Regions from separate parts of the Mus musculus genome. Here region 2 is linked to region 1. The links are chromatin contacts, called in public promoter capture Hi-C maps. All regions are on one chromosome and are shown on one strand. Each heading gives the region's core, a stretch centred on a gene start, on an enhancer-like site or on the middle of the called end of the contact. The rest is flanking DNA. Distances are from core to core; before and after follow the strand shown.

Region 1 (6,559 bases), core at 3,567-6,066:
TCCTGTCCAGAAACAGAAGGTCTAGAAAAGCCAACAGCATCCTCACCACGCTGGAGGGCAGAGTACCACTGGCTGCCATGGTTTCTACTAGCCACTCTGGTCTTTTCAGGCATAGACTCCTTTTCAGCAGACAGAAGCCAGTCTGGGAGTAGTGGTAGAAAAGGGGTCCCAGGAAGGTGCTAGCCTGGGGCCCTTAGTCCTGGGTCTGTGTGACCACAGGGATGGACCCCTCATTAAGCCAAGAATCTGTACTCTGCCAGGACCCTGGCGGGTTGGCCTAGCGGGGATCATATGAAACTTAAAGGCTAGTCAGGCCAGGGACAGGTGGGCACTCTTAAGAAGCCTTGTAGCTACAGTGCCATCCCTCCTCCTTGTCCTCTCCCGTCCCTATCAGCTCACAGAATATGGGCTGAGCCTGCTTGCAGAACTGGCACCCTCCTGAGACAGGGGCTACCTTACCTCGGAAAGTGACTTTGGCAATCCGGTCACCTTTGCCTCGGAGCTCTGAGACAGTCTTGAGGTGAACAATCAGGGCCATGCTGGTGGGGAGAGCCTGGGCAGTTCCAGAGCAGCGGGAAGAAGCTCGCTGGTGGAGTGTGGCTCACACGCCTCCCTCTTCTCTGGCTGCTGCCGCCTCCTCCTGCTGCTGCCCACAGAGACCAAGGCAACCAAAGCAAGCTGCTCCTTCAGCTCATCAGAGCTGTGCAGCCCCGGCAGCCCCGCCCCTCTGGGTTGTCAGCCCAGCATGTGTGTAGCGCGCGTGTGTGTGTGTGTGTGTGTGTGTGTGTGTGTGTGTGTGTGAGTGAGTGTGTGCAGGAGCCCAGGAACGCATGCTGAATCCATTATTCAGCAGCACCAGCTCCGAGATAAAGCCCTGTCCGGCTTCAGGTGTCTCCTGCCAGCTCCTGGAATGGAAGCTCCTGCCACTTGGCAGGGCAGAGCAAGCTGTGCCACTCAGAGCCAACAGATTGCAGAGGGCATGCAGATGGGCAGATGAGGGGTCAGGCCACTTCTCATGGGGATCTGGAACTTCACTGTCTGAGCTTGAATGGGGCACTGGTCTCTTGGGCAGTATCCACGATGTCTCTTGATGTGTCTAGCTAATCACCAGGGTTGTGGATGCTCAGAAGGCTTGGAGATCATGGACGGGACAGACCTGACTGCTCTGGATAAATCATGCTGTGCCTCAGCCGAGGGCAAAGGAGATGCCTCAGTAGGTAAAGTGTCTGCCACAGGAGCATGAAGATCTGAGTTTAGATTCCAGAGTCTATGGTAAAGACCGGTGCAGGGGCAAGGGCTTCTAACCCAGCTCTGCGGTGGCAGAAAGGTGGAGACAGGAGAACCCCTGGAGTTTAATGGCAGCGGAGCTATCTGAATGGAGAAGCTCCAGGTTTGCTAAAGAGACCCGTCTTTAAATAAACAAGTCAGATAAATAAATAAGGAAGACAACTGAAGTTGACCCTAGGCTTCCACACATAAACATAAACACATCTGTATATCTACACACTACACACACACACACATACACACACACACACACACACACACACACACACACACACACACACACACACACAGTCTGGAGAGCAGCAGCTTCTATAAGGCAGTTTGAAGGAGGTCCCCAAGGACTGGCCCCTATTATATAGGAGCATCAGAAGTGACAATGCATTGATGCCTGGTCCTGCACTGTTTGTGCCCTTGGGATGCTAGGCTCTAATGCTCTGTTCTTGGGTCATAGTTTTGAATTTCAGGCAGCTGGTCCTGAAATGAGAGACTGTGACTAGGGAAGCCCTAATGAGAGGTCACAGGGGCTACTGTGCTAGGTAGGAAACTTGTAAGAGTCAGGGCACCAACCTACCCATCCCAGGCTGGAGACAAAGAACTGGAGGAGGCGACACTATTGATGAGTAGTTTTCAGTGAGAGGACAACCATCTTGCTCCCTGCTCTAGTCAGTGGCTAGAGGTAGCAGAGGGATATCTGTAGAGGGATATCCAAGGAACAGCAGAAGTCTGCTCTTTCGGGAAGGGCTTGTAGGGAAAGGAGTGCTGGGGGCTGGATTCTAAGCCGTTGCTTTTGCGGCTCACTCTTGGTAGGGGTCCCCCATCTTGTCCCTGCCTCCTGGTCTCAGCGGCTTATCCCCAGGGGTGACTCTGCACCCTCACTCAGGTGGACTTTGGGACCCCCTTTCAGTGGCTCCTGATCCAGGTATCACTGGCCTGGGGTTGCTACATGGATCTCCCCCACTGATGCTTTTCACTCGAGATCTTCACAGGGCATCTAGTGTTCAAGACATGGCAAGATGTCCAACTAATACTGACAGGGCTTGGAAGCTCAGGGGCCTGTCTAAGAGAGTCTTCAGGCTTTGGGCTGGTGGGATGGCTCAGCAGGTAAGGGCTCCTACGGCTCAGCCTGGCGACTGGAGTTTGATCCCTGGGACACACATGGTAGACAAGGATAAACTGCTCTTCTGTGGGCTGTAGTACATGCCCTTCTGGGGGTGGGGTGGGGGACATGTCCTCTCCACTTAAATAGATAGATAGATAGATAGATAGATAGATAGATAGATAGATAGATAATGGATGGGTGGATGGGTGGGTGGATGGATAGATAGATAGATAGATAGATAGATAGATAGATAGATAGATGTAATAAGCAGGTTTGAAAGTTTAAAGAGAGAAGGTACTAGACGTTCACAGCATAGCATCCCTCAGAATCCCTCAGTGGAGTAACCTCAGACATCCAAGAGCCTTCCCTGTTTTTCAGCCCTAGTTTTCTCTGTACTTTCTTTTTCCTCTCTCTCCTCAGTTTCCGCTCCCCTTTCTGATGTATATTTAACTATATTGAGTTAGAAAATTCTTCAAAAATGCATACATTGAATGCAAGAAAATATCTAAAAAAAAATTAAAACCAAAGTTAATGTCCCTTTAAAATGACACAAATTCATCTTTGTCTGTAAGGTTCGGTGGTACTTAGCAGCCCTCTCCTCAAGGGTCCCCTGGTTCTCTACTCTAAAGGGTGAGTTTCATGGAGCCTCTTACAGCCCTGCACATGCTGAAGGGAAGTCCTACGGAGCAGCCCTAAAAGCTTTGTCAAATCCCAGTTTCTCCGTCTCAAAGACGACAGCAATTCCAGTTAGCATAGCATGACTCTACCAGCTACACCAGGTGCCAATGCAGAGTCCACCCAGAATAGGCAGAGGGCTTGTGGTCCAGAGTGCACAGAAGGCGGTCTGCAAACTGGACCGACTGGGAGGCCGAGAATGGAGAGGAAGTGAGGGCTTCACCTAGTGGAGTGGGGTCATTCAAAGCCTTCCTGGAGTATGTCACATTAGAGCCATGGTCACCTTTTAAACACAACTTTGCCTAATATTTTTCTTAGTGAAGCAAATGTGCCCTGAGGCAACTTGGGAAACAGTAGATATGACTGCACATTTCCTTCACTGATTTGTCACTACGCCCACACCTGTGGCTTCTTGGCCACACTAAGCTTCAGCCATTCTGATTGTGTGTGTGTGTGTGTGTGTGTGTGTGTGTGTGTGTGCGCGCGCGCGCGCGCAAGCACCTCTTACAAACATATGCTCCCTACAGCCTAGAATCGCTGGCATCTGTTAGAGGACATCTCTGGAGAGTTCTGATTGTGATGGCATCCTGTGAGTTCATTAGTGACTGTGGTCTTCATCGGCTGCCATTTACAGGTTCCAGCTGTGCGGGTGATGCCTCTACCCGAGGAATAGCTGAGGGGAAGAGACCCACCACATGATGGTTAATATCGGCTGGCTGCTTGACAGGACCTAGATTTGCCTAGCTCATGGAGGAGACAGTTTATGTAAAGCAAACCTCAAGTGGACTTCAGGGCTTTGATGGCTGAAGGGAAACCTCACACTACAGATCTCTGGGCAGAATGAACTACGGTACCTGAGGCAAATATAAACCATAGACTGTCCCAGTTACTTCTACCCCGACAAAATAGTGCAGTAAGCAACTTAAGGGAACCAAACTTTATTTAAGACAATGGTTTCAACCCATCCTTGTGGGGAGGCATGGAAAACAGCTCCTTTCGCATCTCAATGACCAGAAAACTGCAAAGCCAGAACCAAGAACTAACTTTCCAAGGGTGGCCCCTAGTAACCCGCTAGACCAGCCAGGGCTCTCCCCTATAAGATTCTGTGTCTTAAAGGTAACACCCACCAGGGAACAAGGCTCAAAATGTGAGTGTGTGAGGGATATACAGACTCAAACTGTAACAGGCACTCCTCCCTTCTCCTCCTGTCCCTCCTCTGCCCCAGAAAGTGTCTCATCAAGTCGCCCAGGCTGTCCTCAAACTAGCAATCCTCCTGCCTCAGCCTCTGATGATGGGATTACAGGCCAGAGTCACCCTATTTGAGAAATGTGGGAAGAAGGAAGTTCAAGGGGAGAAAGGAGAAACTAATGAGAAAATTAGTGAACATTGAAATGACAGGGGTGGGAACCCACACATGAAGTGAGGTCAGCCATAGAGCCACTTCCCCGAGTTCCGTGGGTGGAGGGAACCCTCGTGATCCAAATGGGATCAAATGATAGCCTCTTCAGGATCGATCCAGCTTTTTTATCTCCACACCATATCTCCAGTAGATATGAACACCTAAACTGGATGCCAGGGACCCTTGGGGGAGCCACACAGTAACCTTGTGAGGATGGGGCGGCGTCTTCTCCGGGTTGATAGACAGAGAAGGTCTAGGGAGCGCACAGCAAAGAGGACTCACTGTCCCAGAACGAACTCGGGTTGCCAGGCATGTGGTTGCCGGGTGACCAGCTGGCTGTTTACCGCAGGGCTGAGCCGAGCCACCGCGCCGGGGCTCGCAGCACCCACCATGGCCTTCCGTAGCGCGGGCACACTAATGACCGAATTTAATGCCGCCTTCGTGCCCCCAGCTCTCATGCCCGGGTAAGCTGCTAGGCACCCTGACACACCTGAACTTGCGGGTCAGAGCTCTCCCCCTCCTCCCTTCTGCACACACCTGCGGGACGCCGAGGCTCCGCCCTCTGGATCTGGGGGCTCCAAGAAACCCCACTGGCCAGTGTTTCCTTCTTGGCTTTCATGGTCTTTCTGCTGTAACAACAGACTGGCAGGTGGTGGGGCTGAAGAAGTGGATGTCTGAGACTTACTTAGCCCACTTGCTATGGATGGGGCCAGACTGAGGGAGAGAGAGACCGTGAAAATGTGTGTGCTTGGAGCAAGCAGCCTGGTTCACAAAGAATGTGAGAAGGAGCTGGGAGTGCCCGGCTTTCCAGGAAGGAGGGATTGACGCCGGGTGGGCATGCCTAGCAGAATCTGGCAGGGCCGTATGTGACAGTTGGTAGAGTACACTAGCCACCTGATTTTTATACATACTTTTTTCTGCAAACTGAGCAGGCTACGGGATGAAAAAACCACCAGCGTCGACAGAACACAGTGCATTTTACATAAAATTCGATGTGTTTTCCCGCGGAAGAAGCAGGGCACCGAGGGGCTCTCTGTTACCATCATTTTCAGAAACAGTACGTGTGGAAGTATCTGCCCCCAGAGTCTGGGGCTCTAGTTCCAATCTGGCATGTCGGTGGTGGATGGGACCCATCAGACAAAGGTGGTTTACAAAGCATAGAGTTTCCCCAAAGCCAGCCAGGCATGTTGGATCAGCTGGCCGTGAGGCTTGGCTACCCACTGCTTCTTCACTTGGAAAAGACATTGAGTGTTCATGGGGCATGTGCCAGGTGTTATAGGCACCCCAAAGGAACAAAGACAAAAGGGGGTGGATGACCCCAGAGGGATCCCAGCCTTCTATTTAGATTTTCTTTACATTTTGAGACAGAGAGTCTCAGGAAGTTACCTGGGCTGACCTTGAGCTCAGGCTATGGGCTAGGCTGTCCTTGAACTTTTGATGCCCCTGCCTCGGCCTCCCAAGTGCTGGCATTAGAAGTCTATATGGCACCAGACTTATAGAAGTCTATAAGTCCCCACTATCTACGCTGAGCCCTGGTGGAGCACAGCACAGGTCCCCCTTACTCATGTAAATACTTAAGATTTAGTTCAAACTCATCTTTGAGGCCAAGGCCAGCAGTGGGTTTTCCACACTCTAGCTGTCTGTCATGAGCTGTGACATCAGACATTGCTCTTTTATTTCTTTTACTCCTCCACAGCAGTGGGTCCCAACTTGTAGCTCTCAATCTCTTTGAGGGCATCAAACGAGCCTTTCACAGGGGTCACGTGTCACACACACTGCGTATCAGATATGCATTCATTATGATTCATAACAGTAGCAAGATTATAGTTAGAAAATAGCAACAAAATAATGTTACGGTTGGGGGTCACCACAGCATGAGGAACCACATTATAGGGATGCAGCGTCAGGAAGGCTGAGACTCACTGCTCCACAGGCTTTTATTGGAAGAGCTGCTTGTGCCAAACCCGTTGATTCTTTGCTGCCTGCAGGGCAAGCCCTGGCGTGCCAGCAGCCCTATCCCATGATTCCGTCACACTAGAAGCTTTGGAGGCTGCAGTTTTAGGAAAACCCCCACGGTGCCTCTCTAAATGTTTGTCTTT
Region 2 (5,797 bases), core at 1,588-4,087, 120 kb after region 1:
AAACACAGGCAGAAACAGGTTGACTTTGAGCAGGTGTGGGCAGGTCCGAGGGTCCCGTGCAGAAGATACTGAGGTATGCTGTTGGGTCTTTGATGCAATCCAACCCAGCTCACCAGGAAGAGGATGGCTGAAATGGTGCCTGCTGTCCCAGGGGTTGATCAGAAACCTTGACTGTGCTCCTCTGTCCCAACCCTCCCTCTGCAAGGGACAGGATGGACAGGGGAACGCAAGCTGCCCTCCAGGACTCAGGACATGCAATACAGGTGTTCTGGTCCTGGATATGACAGAAGCTTGTAAGCACTGCTTCCCTCTGTAGGACCCTCACTGCCTTTCTCAGTACTGTCCAGGCCTCAGTTTCCTTATCTGTAACATGAGAAAGCTGAGAGAGAGGACATCTGAGAATCCTTTAGTTCTCAAGAGCTACAAGAACAATTAAATTAATAATAAATATTTTGCCCCAAAGACAGCTTTCCCCTTCCCTAAACCTCTTTTACTTAATAATACTGCCTTTCATTTGTATAGCAGTCTGGGGTTGGCACCCGGAAGTGGGAAAAACATGACAGCATCCCCACTAAAGCCCAGCCCTAAGGAAGTCACTTGCACAGACAGACAGATCTTGGGAGTAAATGGTTCCTGGGAGGATCCTGACTGGGAACCAGCACATCAGAAGTGCATGGGATTCTGGGAATGGCATGGCTCTTCTTCCTGAAGCCAAAGGATGCCAGGGACAAAGATCCCCAACAGGCCCACAAGGCCAAGGAAAGACCTTCCTTTGTGGGGAGAGGAGGCACAGGTCCCTCATTGAGGTGTGCTGGTCTAGACGCCTGAGTCTTTAAAAAAGGTAAAGGTCACTAGAGAACCTCACCTATTCTCCTTGCAAACATGTGACTTCCTTTGATTCCTTACAGCCAACTGCTCAGGAGACTAATACATAATGATCAAACCCATCTTACAGGTGGAGAAAGAAAGGCTCAAGGACTCAAGGAGAAGACTGTCAAGGAGAAGAATGTGAGCTCGAGAAACAGACAAGAAGTCTCTTTCCAACTCAGTGACCCTGGGTGATTGTATTGCTGTTAGCCTCAGTTTCTTCATCTATAAAACAGTCCTAATTATAAGCAAACCTACCTTTGAGGACCAAGGAAAAGATTAAGGTCACAGGTATAGCATACTCTGAAAGATACAGGGTTGCATCCTTGTGGACTGAATGGGCAGGTAGCTCTTCTGAGGTGCTTTTGGACACAAAGTGGTATCTGGCAATGACATCCCAGCCCAGAATGTGGCAGATGGTGCCCCCCCCCCCCCCGCTGGCTACCTCCTGAGCCATGAGTTTTGGGTCTCTTCCACAACTCTCTGCTCGGCCTATGCCAGGGTCCTGTGAAGGGCTGTTTGACCCTTCTTGGCACTGGGATTTGCATTCCGATCATTCTGCTCTCTCAGCCCATCCATGTCCAGTGCTGTTTGGAGCTGAGTAAGGCCCCAGGGATCATCTGCCATGACAACTCATGGCAGAGATAAGGACAGGAGGCTCCAAGAGGGGCAGGGACACTTTGCCTGAGTTCCCACTGCCTGGCCAGTTTCCTCTTCAGTGCCACAGACACCAGGTTGACAGATGAAGAAACTAAGGCAGAGGGACCCCTATGCCAGTTCCTTCAGTCTGTCAGAGAGTTACCAGGTCTGGATGCCCTTACCCCAACCCCAGTTTTAGCTGTATCCCCAATCCTGTGCTGTGCTACAAGGTGGCATCCTTTGTTTTCTATGTTGCAATGCCCAAGTCAAGCCTGTTGTGCTGGTGTAGGGCAAGGGCCATCAATATCAAGATGGGGTAAGTGGTCACAGCCACCAGCCTAGGCTTTCTCAGCCAGTCCCCAGTGCCTGGTGCTAACCTGGGAGGGACTCAGTGTTCGGAGAGAAAGCTCTCCCTTGGGTATTGGCTCCTGTGTGTCCTGGGCCACAGCAGATCCCTGCCAGTTTCTAAGATAAGCCAAACGCTGGAGCACAGGAAGGGTCATGTGATCTGAGTGGAGAGGACTGAGCCCTGGTCTTTCCCCCAACTCTCCAAGTGTGTCATATGTGTCAGCTCACCTCCTATGCCCCAGGTTCCTTATCCATGGGCTAAAGATTGAGCCAGTGGGACCCAAGGTCCCCTCCAGCCTCAGCACTATGACTAGGGCAAGGGTGGAGAAAAGGGATTGCTTTTGGGAGCTTGGGGTCTTGCCCTTTCCTCTCCTCTTTCCGCCCCTTTTCAGGACATTTGTACTCCAGCACTCACAAGTTTCCCCGTCTCAGTCTGTCCCTCTCTTTGCATCGTTTGCACCGCATTTTCCTGACAGATCCCTCTTTTCCTGGGTCTGTGTGGTTAGTCTCCTCCATCACACACACACACACACACACACACACACACACACACACACACACAGAGGCCCCTACCCTGGGTCCTCTCCCTTCCCTGTAGTTATCTGTTTTCCTGCCTAGTTTTCTCTGGGGCTGGCGGGCTGGATCTCTGTCTCCCTCTCTCTCTCTCTCTTTCTCTCTCTCTTTCTCCCTCCCTCTCCCATCTTGCTCACCCCCCCCCCCCAGCTCTCGCTCTCCCTCTCTCTCGCTCTCTCTCTCCCGCCTCTGTCCTGCCCGGGTTCTCCCGCTTGCTCCCCCCTCCCCCCCCCCCGCCCTCGGCACGGCTCCCCAGTCCTTATTTGGCTGGGCGGGAGGGCAGGCGGGAGGTGGCGGCCCGCGGCCGGGGGGCGGGCGCGGGGGCGGGCGGAGGAGGGTGGTGGGTGGTGCTGAAGGGACAGCTCCGCGGCGGCCGGCAGCGGCGGCGGCGGTGGCGGCGGCGGCGGTGGCCCCGGGGTGCGGAGCTGGTGCCCGGCGTGGAGATCCGCGAGCGCAGCCATGCCCCAGGCCGCCTCCGGGGCAGCAGCGGCGGCGGCGGCCGGGGCCGGGGCGCGGGCCGGAGACGCCGGAGGGCCGGCGAGGACCCGGGAGGGACGATGAAGCGGCAGAATGTGCGCACGTTGGCTCTCATCGTGTGCACCTTCACCTACCTGCTGGTGGGCGCCGCGGTGTTCGACGCACTGGAGTCGGAGCCGGAGATGATCGAGCGGCAGCGGCTGGAGCTGCGGCAGCTGGAGCTGCGGGCGCGCTACAACCTCAGCGAGGGCGGCTACGAGGAGCTGGAGCGCGTCGTGCTGCGCCTCAAGCCGCACAAGGCCGGCGTGCAGTGGCGCTTCGCCGGCTCCTTCTACTTCGCCATCACCGTCATCACCACCATCGGTAACTACACTCGCCGCGCCGGCGGGGACGGGGGCGGGGACCTGGGATGCTGGGGAGCCGCCCGCGGCTGAGGGGTCCCTGCGGAGCGGGGCGGGTCGCCGAACCCGCGCGCTCCCAGTGGCCGGGGCTCAGCCCGGTGTGTCTGCTCTGCGGGAACCCCTGACTTCGACCTGTCTCCAGTCCGGCCAGCCCTAAGTTGGCCTTGCCGGGCTGTGCGAGGACCCCAGGGGACTTAAGTGTGTGAGAGGGACAGGAGCGGCCGGCCGAGGCTCGGGAGGAGGGGTGTGGCCGGGCTAGGCCCTGGGGCTGGGCATCCAGAGTAAGGGCCGGAGAGAGCGCCACTCCTCCGTGTCCCTGACGCTGGGCTTGGGCACCCGGGTGTCCACACCTGCTGGGCGTTGGGAAGGCACGTAGATGCCGGAAAGCTGCACTCCGCGACACACGGGGCCACTCTCTAACTGCGACTGAGTGCTGCTAGGGAGGGGGGTGGGTTGCGTGTGTCCGTGTGGGTGTGTGAGTGTGAGTGTGAGTGTGTGTCCACCTCCATGAGTTTGGGCTGCACCAGACAGGGCCTGTAATTCTCTGAGGGCAGCAGATCAGGGGCTGGAATCCAGATTCTGTCCTGTTAGCCTTCTTCCCCAGTGTCCCAGTAAAACAGTCACCTCACGGGAATGGCTCCACTTCTTTTCCAAAGCCAGGGCAGATCATGCTGTAGGAGGCCATACACACACCCAGCTCCTCTGAGAACATGACACACAGGTACACACACACACACACACACAGAGAGAGAGAGAGAGAGAGAGAGAGAGAGAGCACAAATAGATGTCTGCCAGGAAAAGCACCTCAAGACAGGCCCTTTGCCGTGTTGCTGAAGTATCCAACCAGGATTACACAGTGTAACCATTCCCAGGACCCTGTGATTTGCAGCCCAGCTCCACCACCTCTGCATGACCGACCTTGGTCAAGTTCCTTCTGCTGCCTGGATCTTGGGCTCATGTCCCAACATGTAGAGGTTGGCCAAAAGGATGTCAAGGGCTCTTCCCAGCCCTGACGTGCTTGGACTCTGAGATTGGGAACCCACCTTGCCCCAAAGCCATTGGGATGCCTCCGGGAGCTGAATCTTCTTCCTCTTCCCCACCCCTTCTCATCCTGACCCCCACCCCCTTCCCTTGGCCCAACTCCCAGGGACTCATTGCCATTTGGCAAAACCCATAGCAAGATGGCAGTGTTTTCCTGGGAGTCAACAGGAGAGGAAGTGGGTAAAAGACAGAGCTGGACACAGCCTATGCTGTGTCCACTGCAGAATGCTGCTCTGATGTTCTGTTGCTCTCCAGCAGTGGGGAGAGGACTCCCAGATACCACCTAAAGGACAGATTTGGTCTGGGCCCCTTCCTTCACATCCCACTGCCACTTGCCTGAGTTTAACAGCAGGTTAGCACTCTGTAAATCAGAGTGGGGGCCTCTGTACGCCTCTCTCCCTCTGCCCACACCAATTCCCCAATTAGTACAACTCTCTTCTAAGTCCCCGGGACCCCAGCTTCTCAGTAACCTCTCAGCTGACCTCCTTGCTTCAGCCTTATCACCACAGCAAGTAGCATCTCCTGGACAATACTTCCAGAAAAACAAAAACAAAAACCCCAAAGCCGAGCTGCCCCATCCCCCTTCACCAAAGCCCGCACAGCTCCCCACTGCCCCATGCTCCTCACCCCGACTCCACCTCCATGCCTGACTTTATTTACTTACTTGGTTGACCTCCTTCTACAGCCTCCAAATCACCTCTCAGAGAGCACTTTTACATGTTTATATCCAACACATCTTTTCTTCTGACTCCCCTTTGCTATCCAAGCTAGCCCCCTGGGTCCAGTTTAAGCCCACCCCCTCACTAAGCCTCGCAGGTCCACTGCCCTTGAAGGCTGCAGCAGGATTTGCTGGCCTCTTTTATTTATGTCTTAAGCGGTGTACTTTGTTTTGCTTTTTCCCCATGCTGTCATGTTAACATGCATGTAGGCAAAGCCCATCTCTGCACTTCTGAGAGCCAGCATGGTGTCCATCAGCTATGAGCAGTGAAGAATACTACTGATGGTTTCATGTGTACTGAAATGGCAGGCATTACCCTCTCCTCCAACCCTGCTGTTGCTTTCCAAATTGCCCATGGCTCTTACCTAGAGAGACGCTAGAAGCGGGGGCTAGCAGCAGAACATCCTTCTACAGGTATTCATTTAGACAATGCTGGTCAAGGAAAAGATGCCACCTCAATTGCCTGCTCCCTGCCCCATCCAATCACCCATGGCTTTTTGTCACCTCTCAGTTTGGCTCTGCCACCTAGGTGGAAGCTGTCTTTGAGGTAGTGGTTAGAGTGCCTGGAAAGGGGCTCTATGTGAGAATGTTATCAGCTTCTTCTTGGCCCATCTGCCTCCTCGGGACCATCTTGTGGCCAATCCCTCACGATAAGACTGGATAAGTGAGAGAGCCTCTCACTCAGTCATCCTCGAGTGGCCACAGTGGTGTTAGCGCTTGGTTAGATCTCAGC

The links. Capture Hi-C pulls out chosen DNA fragments and counts their contacts.
Region 2: a promoter capture Hi-C map of pancreatic islet shows a contact between it and region 1. The contact joins the promoter of Kcnk3 here to the promoter of Fam166c in region 1. A contact is called at or near these places in 5 of 39 promoter capture datasets (HPC-7-derived erythroid cells, cranial neural crest, embryonic stem cells and 2 more), 2 of 484 Hi-C or Micro-C datasets (cerebral cortex and cortical neurons), 1 of 115 datasets of contacts at active chromatin or transcription factors (forebrain) and 3 of 9 other capture datasets (adipose tissue, embryonic stem cells and pancreatic islet).

Annotation. Positions count from the first base shown.
Region 1 is chr5:30,461,261-30,467,819 of GRCm38.p6, forward strand. It overlaps Fam166c (family with sequence similarity 166, member C), which reads left to right and starts at 4,817. Exons shown (of 4, transcript NM_029285.1): 1 at 4,817-4,924. The coding sequence starts at 4,851. It overlaps Otof (otoferlin), which reads right to left and starts at 672. Exons shown (of 47, transcript NM_001286421.1): 1 at 460-672. The coding sequence starts at 538.
Region 2 is chr5:30,585,333-30,591,129 of GRCm38.p6, forward strand. Kcnk3 (potassium channel, subfamily K, member 3) reads left to right here and starts at 2,838. Exons shown (of 2, transcript NM_010608.2): 1 at 2,838-3,267. The coding sequence starts at 2,985. Gm9899 (predicted gene 9899) reads right to left here and starts at 3,287. Exons shown (of 4, transcript NR_040427.1): 1 at 3,039-3,287.